Regions from separate parts of the Zea mays genome. Here regions 2 and 3 are each linked to region 1. A link is a contact called in public Hi-C data. All regions are on one chromosome and are shown on one strand. Each heading gives the region's core, a stretch centred on a gene start, on an enhancer-like site or on the middle of the called end of the contact. The rest is flanking DNA. Distances are from core to core; before and after follow the strand shown. Region 1 holds the start of LOC103637983 (proline-rich receptor-like protein kinase PERK14). Region 2 holds the start of LOC103637985 (ethylene-responsive transcription factor ERF003). Region 3 holds the start of LOC100501775 (deSI-like protein At4g17486).

The links. A called contact is a pair of places that touch in the nucleus more often than the background predicts.
Region 2: a Hi-C map of ear shows a contact between it and region 1, with 1.7 times the contacts expected there. The contact joins the promoter of LOC103637985 here to the promoter of LOC103637983 in region 1. A contact is called at or near these places in 4 of 25 Hi-C or Micro-C datasets (ear, leaf and tassel) and 1 of 3 datasets of contacts at active chromatin or transcription factors (leaf).
Region 3: a Hi-C map of leaf shows a contact between it and region 1, with 9 times the contacts expected there. The contact joins the promoter of LOC100501775 here to the promoter of LOC103637983 in region 1. A contact is called at or near these places in 15 of 25 Hi-C or Micro-C datasets (bundle sheath, ear, endosperm and 4 more) and 1 of 3 datasets of contacts at active chromatin or transcription factors (leaf).

The regions. Positions count from the first base shown.
Region 1 is chr9:15,036,115-15,038,989 of Zm-B73-REFERENCE-NAM-5.0, reverse strand. LOC103637983 (proline-rich receptor-like protein kinase PERK14) reads right to left here and starts at 1,386. Exons shown (of 3, transcript XM_008660982.3): 1 at 1,016-1,386; 2 at 192-935; 3 at 1-92. The coding sequence starts at 1,362. The coding sequence ends at 686. It overlaps LOC100193128, which reads left to right and starts at 1,641. Exons shown (of 9, transcript NM_001138288.1): 1 at 1,641-1,856. The coding sequence starts at 1,671.
Region 2 is chr9:15,313,517-15,316,391 of Zm-B73-REFERENCE-NAM-5.0, reverse strand. It overlaps LOC103637985 (ethylene-responsive transcription factor ERF003), which reads left to right and starts at 1,399. Exons shown (of 2, transcript XM_008660984.2): 1 at 1,399-1,615; 2 at 1,734-2,510. The coding sequence starts at 1,533. The coding sequence ends at 2,160.
Region 3 is chr9:15,293,378-15,296,252 of Zm-B73-REFERENCE-NAM-5.0, reverse strand. LOC100501775 (deSI-like protein At4g17486) reads right to left here and starts at 1,397. Exons shown (of 3, transcript XM_008660983.4): 1 at 697-1,397; 2 at 77-566. The coding sequence starts at 874.

The sequences.
Region 1 (2,875 bases), core at 137-2,636:
CAACTTGTAACTGATTAGATTCAGCAACATTTGATGTCCCACCCTCCAATTGATTTGAGACAGCAACACTTGATGTCTTCTTGTTTCTCCTCCTATGTGCAACACAGTAAAAGGTAGTTGAGAAAAAGTATAAGCACACCTCATCATTGCAAATTCATAAGCTTAACCGAAAGAAAAGAATGTTTTTATACCTCTTCTTCTTTGGTTCATCGTCTACATCAGGTTGGCCTCTTTTGCATGTTCTCCAACGATGACCTGTACCTTGGCATATAGAGCATTTTGATGGTGCCCTCTTTTTACCCCCTCATGACTTCCTTTGTATCTTTGTATTTTTGGCCTCCCTGCAGTTCTCCTTAGGATGGGTGGGTGTAGCCTAAATCCAAGATTCACTTTGGGCCAATGAGCTTGGTCAGTAAGTGGTGGAATGACTCCAGCATAGGACAACTTGAACTTTTCAACAGTGTAGTATGGGTGTACAAAATCAGCAATTTTGTTGTTTGGAAGTGAAGTGATGAAAGCAATAGCATGAAAACAAGGCAATCCAGTTACTTGCCATCTTCTACATGTGCAAGTCCATGCAGCTAGATCAACTATATGTCTAAAATGTCCCGAAATATCCTTACCACTTACTTCAGCAATTGTGTTGCTACTAGACTCAACATCATAATGCAAATTCCTGCTTTTCTCATTGAGATGACTCATGATACTTGACATCATAATGCACTTGACTATTTTTATCCATAAAAGATACATGCAACACTTGCTCCTTGCCATGCTTAATCTTTAACTTTAGGTCTGCCAAAAAATCCATCCAATTTGTAGTATCTTTATCCACCACGAACTTCAGATTTTCAGTTACATGGTACTCCTGATATGGCAATTCTACATATGCAGGAACCTTAACAATAACTCTACAGGCTGAATTTGGATCCATCCTACATGCAAAAAATGTGAACAATTTTAAAAGGACCCATATACATGACAATGAAATTTAGAAATTCGACAATATTCTTACCCGGTTGGAATCCACTTCATTGGTCGAGGAACATCATAGCGGAAACAACTTTCGGTGTTTGGTTTGGGGCCTCGATGTGGTGCTGCTAGAGTAGGCAGGACGGACGCGGGGCATGGAGGCGTCATCTGGCCTGGCGGCGCTGGCCTAGACACATCTGCTACGGGGCATGGAGGTAGCGTCCGACTAGACACTGCTGGGCTGCACACGTCTATCCTAGCCAGGTCGCGCAAGCCTAGAGATGGAGGAGGCTGGGACGCGAGAAAAGGTTCACCAGTGTCCGGCGATGGCGAGGGCTTGATGTGCGATGGGGAGGGCTTCAAGTCCCCCAGCCGCACGGAGCCCTCCATGGAAGCTGCAGTCTGTCAAGGAAAACTTTCTGGCTTCTGGTCGAAGGAAACGAGACGTTTTGGCTTCTCATCGAAGGAAAAGAACGTCCAGTTCTCTCACTAGGAAGCAAAGGGCAATTTAGCCATTTTGAATTTTTTAACGGAGAGACTAACTTGACGGATGGAGTAAGCTGACGTGACAGACTTAATAGGGTATAAAAGGGATGAACATTGAGAATCTGAATATAAACGGGAACTAGACTTTACTAAGGGGAAATAAGGGATGGCGTCTAAAAACAGGGGCAAATAAAGGATTAACTCAAAAGAAAATGGTCTTGCGGTCTTGCTCTCCTTCCTCGTGGTCGGCGGCCGGTGCAGCTGTAGCCACGCGCGCCTCGGCAAACCCTCCGCCTCCTCGCCCATCCTCCCCTCCATCCCGTCCCAGCCGCAGGGCCATGGACTCTGCTGCCGGCGCAGGCCGCCACCGCGTTCGAATCGCAGTCGTCGGCGACGTGGTACCCTCTATCTCTCTTGACAATCATGTACTCCTTAGGAGGGAGGGGACGCCAGAATATGGGTTTGGTGCGGATGTAGCCCTTTGTTATGCCATGTTGGTTTCCAGGTTCAAGGGATTAGAAGCAAGGAGGCGAGAGAGGACTTTGAGAACCGGGGTTCTGCACATTGACTTGATTGTTGCGGTTTTGGGGTGACTGGAATACTGGATAGTGCGTGCCTCGGTAGGGTTCGGAGATGAGCGCGGCACCCAGGCGGTACTTGATTTCTGGAGTTTCAGTTTAGAATGTTTGAAAGGGGGAGATGATTTCCTTTGGCCCTGAGCCTTCGGGGTACATGGGTTGTGTACTTGTATTTCCCCCAAATTTGAGCATACCCATGCATAGAGTCTCAGGCGGATCCTTTGATTCCATGTTCTGCTAATCAAAGACATCAAACACTGGGGACTAGTCACTTGGATTTCTCTGATGCATAGAGTCCCAAGGAAGCAGCCGTACAAGATATCCAACCAGCGGCTGAGGGAGCTGGGCTTGGAGTTCACAACGGCGGCGCAGGCCCTGTACAACACCATCGTATGCTTCCACGAGAAGGACATCCTCCCTCTCCCTGTCCCTGCCCCAATGCCGTCACCGGATGCCTGAGCTGGCCCTAAATCAATAGCATATTTGGCACGCAACAAACTATAAAACAATCGCTGCTTCAATCAGTCCGCTAGAGATAGAATATGAACTGTGCACCATTGTGGGCGTAAGAGTGTCAGAAGCATCGAGAGTGCAACAGTAACTATCGATGTGACTTTCTATGTTGCTATATCCTGTGTGACAGTCTCCTAATAAATAAAATAAATCTGGAGTATCATCCTACATTTGTGTGGCTATGTAGTTTATACCGGACTTCTTGCCATATCCTGGGTGATAATTGCCTACTTTTGTGGCTTGGTCAGTCAGTGTCACACCATTAATTGTAGTAGCAACATAATAACTCCTGTACCATTTATTTTCCCGGGTTTAAAATCTATATG
Region 2 (2,875 bases), core at 150-2,649, 280 kb before region 1:
ATTTATGACCATATGGATTGGTTTCCCTGCATATCAATTTCATGAAACTAGATCAATGGACTTTTTTCGTCTTCTCATGGGCGATGTTTTAGATTTTGTATTGTCTGCAATGTTACTCTCTTTTATTTGCCATTTGAGTTATAAATTTGGTGATTGATGCCTTTTTTGAAGAGTTTTGAAGCCAGAACTTTTCTGTTATTTAAAAAGAGTATGATTACTCCCTCGAGACACATGTAGGAATATTCTTTCGATACACCAGAACAAGAGATTGAAGTAGTTTTTACATCGCCTACTTTGGGCAGGTTTGGAACAGTTTCCCAACTCTAGACGCAATAAAAATAACTTTATAAGAGCTAGTTTGGAAACTTAAATCCCCTCTGGGATTCCTGGAGATCGCGTGGGAAATGAGCTAATTTTCTTTTCTACTCAATCCCCGTGAATCCCAGAGGGGATTTAAGAGTCCAAACTAGCTCTAAAATGTTTGAATGCTCTAGCTCTCCACCAAATCTGGATCTACAAAAGGTTAAACCTTGGGGTTAGATTCAGTTTTTTATTGAGCTCCTCGGAATCCTATTTTATACACTGTCATAACATTCGGTGAAAATTATCCACCACTACCATCGTTGCATATACTGATTCATCTTTCTATTTTCCCTTGTGTGTCTATTCCGCTTGATGCAATATTTAATTGACATGGTAGTCTATAAACCATGAAGCAAAACTTTGTATTGAGAATGAATATTTTATTTTATCTCTCTTGATTAGGGGTGAAAGCGGGTATCCGAACTTTTAAGATAAATCTAATATTTTAAAATAGATATGTATGAAATTTGATGCTAATCGCATTATAACATATAAGAATAATTTTTTGCATAAATTGTTTTATATATTATTTGCTCTATACAACAAAAAGATAAAACAAAAAAGATAAAAGTATTCGTATCCATATTTGAATGGAATCCGAATGTTATATTTATCATTTGAGAAGATATGTGATAAATTTAAGGTTTGTCTTTTATAAATATTTACAAGCTCAATGTTAAAATCAAAAATATTAATTTATATAGTAGATTCTATATCATTTTTATTCACTACCAAAGAAAAAGATAAAAAAAAATTGATACCAAATAGGTATTCATCCCTACTACTCTTGACGAGGTGGCCGGAAATAATATGACATTATGACGGCGACGTCATCCATTTATTACGAAGATCTTTGCCCGCCAGTGGACACCTTGTCCCCTGTGCATGCTTTGCGGCTGGCCGGGACCCAGGAGACAGACAGAAGTAAAGGATGCTCAACCTATGCTGGGCCCACAGTCAGTCAAACAGCCTGCACTTGAAGCACAGCTGGCCCCACTTGGAAGCTTTCCCTATTTAAAGGCTCTGAGAGAGCTCGCCGCACCAAACCGCTTCGCTTCGCTCGCTCGTCAGCTCCCTGTCGCGCACACAACGGACGCAGAGGCCAGAGCCAGAGCAGCTGCCCCCCTCGGATCGGAGCGAGCAGCGGCACCACCATCTGTCCGTCTCCAATGGCGCGGCCACAGCAACGGTACCGCGGCGTGCGGCAACGCCACTGGGGCTCCTGGGTCTCGGAGATCCGCCACCCCCTCCTGTGCGTAACGTAACACGTGCTCCTCGACTGGACCGGACTTATTATACTCATCGATTCTTGGCGTGAGCGGCGGGCTGACAACGGCGGCGGCGTGTTCTCTGTGCGTGGGTGCGTGCAGGAAGACGAGGATCTGGCTGGGCACCTTCGAGACGGCCGAGGACGCGGCGCGCGCCTACGACGAGGCGGCGCGCATCATGTGCGGCTCCCGCGTGCGCACCAACTTCCCCGAGGACGCAGGCGGCGACGGGCAGCAGCAGCAGGCCGCGCCGTCGCTCCTCTCCCCCGCGCTCGTCGCCAAGCTTCACCGCTCCAACCTCGCGTCCGCTCAGGCGGCGCAGGGCAAGGCCGACGCCTCGGCAGCAGCCGCCGCCGCGCTCCCGCGCGTCGCGGCGGCAGTGCCTGCCGGCATGGGGATCTCCGCCTCGCCGTCGCCGTCGGCGTCGGCGGCGGGGGACTGGAGCGGCGGGCTGCTTGAGGAGCAGTACGTGGACCAGATGATCGAGGAGCTTCTGGACTCCAACTTCTCCATGGAGATCTCCTACTAGCTGCGCGCCTGCGCGCGCACGCGCACGAGCACGACGCGTCATCCCGCGGCCCCCGCCTCCTCTGCTCCGTCTCATCCCATCTCAATTCTCATCTCATTTCTCTGTTTGGTTTCGTCGGTCAGGTAGGGAACGAAGTGCAGTGCAGTGAGTTACTTAGTATTAGTAGTATCATTAGCCATGCCAGGAGTGACTCGAGGTTACCTTGGCCTGTTGGCCAGACGAGTTGGTTCTTGAGCAACCTGATGTGTAGTATACGGTAGCATCGCCAGAGCATAAAAGAGTTGGATTGGACTCCATTTTTTTCCTACCGCCATTGTTGGAAACTTGGAAGTGGTACTGGGCTGAGCGCACATGTCTGACTCGAGGTTACTTTGGATAACAATGCTGCCGCATTGACCACAAATGCTGCTGCGCGATTAATGGCTCGTCTGGCGCCCGATCCTGACGAAAATCCATGAGGTCCGCACCGCGTTGCGCTGCGCTGCATGAATCCTCTGCGTAGTAAGCTAAGTACTACAGGCGATGAATTCAGCTGCGTGCGCCCGCGGCATGGCAATGGCAGGGCAGGGGGGCGGTGCTGCGATGCGAACCGTAGGCTCGCAGCAATCTGCTGAGGCGCAGTGCGTCATCGATGGCAGTAATGGCTGCTCTGCTGCTGATTGATTGATGGAGTAGTATGTATCTAGGCGAGGATTCAGGCTATCCGCACTCATGA
Region 3 (2,875 bases), core at 148-2,647, 260 kb before region 1:
GCTGAGTTTTTTTTAAATAAAAAAATCAGGCAATAAAAATAAAAAAACGAAATTATCGAGAAACGGAGCCGTTTACGTGGTGGACCCCGACGACGTTGACGCCGAGGCGTGTGCCGGCGGGGAGGGCGCCGTCATGTTCCTGCGCGGGCCGACGGAGAAGGTCCGGAAGAAGGTCCGCGGCCGCGGCGGCGCGGACCGGCTCCGGCTCCGGCTCGCGGCGGAGGGCGGGCGCGCGGCGCGGCCGTTGCCCGGGATGACGCAGGTGAAGGCGACCCCGATCTTGGCGAGGCGGTTGACCCAGCGCGGGATGCGGGCGCGCGCGACGAGGCGCCGGCACGCGGCGTCGCAGAAGTGGTTGCAGTTGCGGGACACCAGGTTGTAGGCGTCCCCGGGGAACTCGGCGGCCAGCTCCGCCATCAGCGCGCGCACCTCGCCGCGGCTCAGCTCCGTCGCGCCCACGGCCACCGACTCCCGGAACGCGTACCCGGGGCACCGCCGCGGCACCACCTCGAAGATCCCGCTGCTCGCGCCGTCGTGCGCGCCGTACGCGTACTCCACCCCGTGAACTGCACAACAGCCAGTGGATGGAGAGAGAGAGCAGTCGTGTTAGGAGTTAGGATGACACGGGGGCCGCGGCGGAGGGTGAGGACTGAGGGGGGGCGAGGAGGACGGAGGGAGGGAGCCTGGTCCACTTGCCTTGCACGCCGGAGTGGTAGACGCCGAGGCCGAGCCACCGGGCGTAGCCGTTGGCGGGGGTGACGTCGTACACGTTGAGGAAGACGGGGCTCGACGACGACGGCGCCGCGCCCGCATCCACTCCCGCGCCGCGCTGCTGCCGCGCCGTCGGGGTGGAGCCCGCCGCCGAGGAGCCCATCGGTGCGCCTCGCCGGCACGCTGGCTCCCGCGCGCTTGCGCTGCGCCGCGAATTTCACGAGTACGTAGCTAGCTTTGTTGTGCGCGGATGCCACAGCTCGCCCGCCCGCCCGGCTGGCGAGTATAGACAAGGTCGCGGCCGGGGTCGCGCTCGCGCCCCGCACCCGCGAGGCCGCAAGCCCGCCTTGGTGACTGCGCCGCGCCCGTACCTAGGGGCTGTAGAAACAGCAAGAACCCCGCGCTGAGCGTCGCCTTCTCCTGCTCGTTCTGCTGGGACTGACTGGGATCAATGACGAGATCCAGGATGCGCCGTTGCAATCGATGTTTGCTTCTACTTCCACGGGAATGTCTGGGCCGGGAACCAAGGAGGGGCGCATCGCATCACTGCATTCGATGATTCTTCCCCCCCTCCTTTTATCGTACTGTTTTATAATTTAAATATATAATATATGTGGGGGGCACACTGCATTCTATGGTGAATTGATGATTCATCTTTTGGTGAAGTGGCTGCCCTCGCGCCTAGTGGACTGTTTGATTCAGTTTTTTTTAACTAGCTTTTTTGAAAATCTGGACGTTAAAAAAAATCTGGTTGTATAGATAATCTAAGTACCACGGGATTAAATGTGAAATAAGATAAATATGTTCATAGGATTTAGGACTTAGAAAGTAATGGATTCCTATTATTGTAAAGACTCGGTCGATTATGTGTTTATGTTGATTTTATATGGATTTTACCAAATCGATTCTTATAAAAGCTGAGTGTTTAAAAGTCTGCAGCAACTTTTGGTAGGCAGAAGCTAAAAAAAGTTGAAACAAACAGAGCTATATGCTGGTAATAATATGTTCTCAAGTTCCATCCAACTCGGTCCCAATCTTGACCTGCTTTCGTGCTGGCTTGTTTTGACAATATTTCATAATAGATTAGATAGGATTGAGCCAGTTTAAATTTATATCAAGTTAAAATCTATCTTAATCATTTCCAACCCACTCCAATCCACATAGAACGTAGGCCTTGTTTCATTATTTCTATCCTATGTGGCTATGTGGATTGAATGAGATTGAGATAGATTAAGAGAGATTTGATTTCTATGGATTTAAACTTACCCAATTCCTTTCGGTTCACATAGATTGAGTGCTAACCGGGCAGACCCTTAAATGAGCGCAAAACAAGAGGAGTGGCAACGATAGCTTACATCACTTGTGAGAAGAACAATATCCTCAAGCTTCTTTCCGGTGAAAACATCAGTACCAACAAAGTGGAACTTGGCGTGGCCATGCTTCTCAGTCTTGGAAGTGGAGACCTCAACAACCTAAAACAAAAGCTTATATCAAGATTCTTGTCAGGTCAAGACTTGCTGGATCTACCATGGAGATCAAACATGCTAAGAATCGTTAGATATAGTGAGAGAATATAGCTACCAGATGTATACAAACCAGAAAGAAACATGGAGTGATAAAAATGCCATTCAAGTCATCATATGCAACTCCAGGTAAGCAGATATATAGTAGTAAGAAAAATATTCAGAGTCCAGTGTCACACCCAGACTTAAGGTCAAATTCGGGCGTAAATCAAATGTGTGCTAAAATCAAGTCTCACACATATGATGACTCATGGTATAGAAAACGAATGTCACATCTTTACTATGTAATAAGAGTTTTATACAAAATAACTAAATAATTACATCGTACGAAGACAACGATCCTCCACAACCATAGCTGATTGTGAGATGATGACATAGACCTCTCACGAACGCATCGCGACATCCTTCATGTTCTTCATCTTGTGGTAACTGTACTTTACCTTGGAGGGATGTGAGTACAACAAGGATGAGCTCAAATACGTTCATCACTCAGCAAGTTGTGGGAATAATGTGCATGCGCTCACTTACGGTAGGGGGCTCATGTGAAGTATAAGACTTATCAAAGAAGATGATTAAAGCTGAACATTAGTTTTAAATTTGGCCAAAATTTTATTAGCAATTACTAAGTGTAATTAGATACC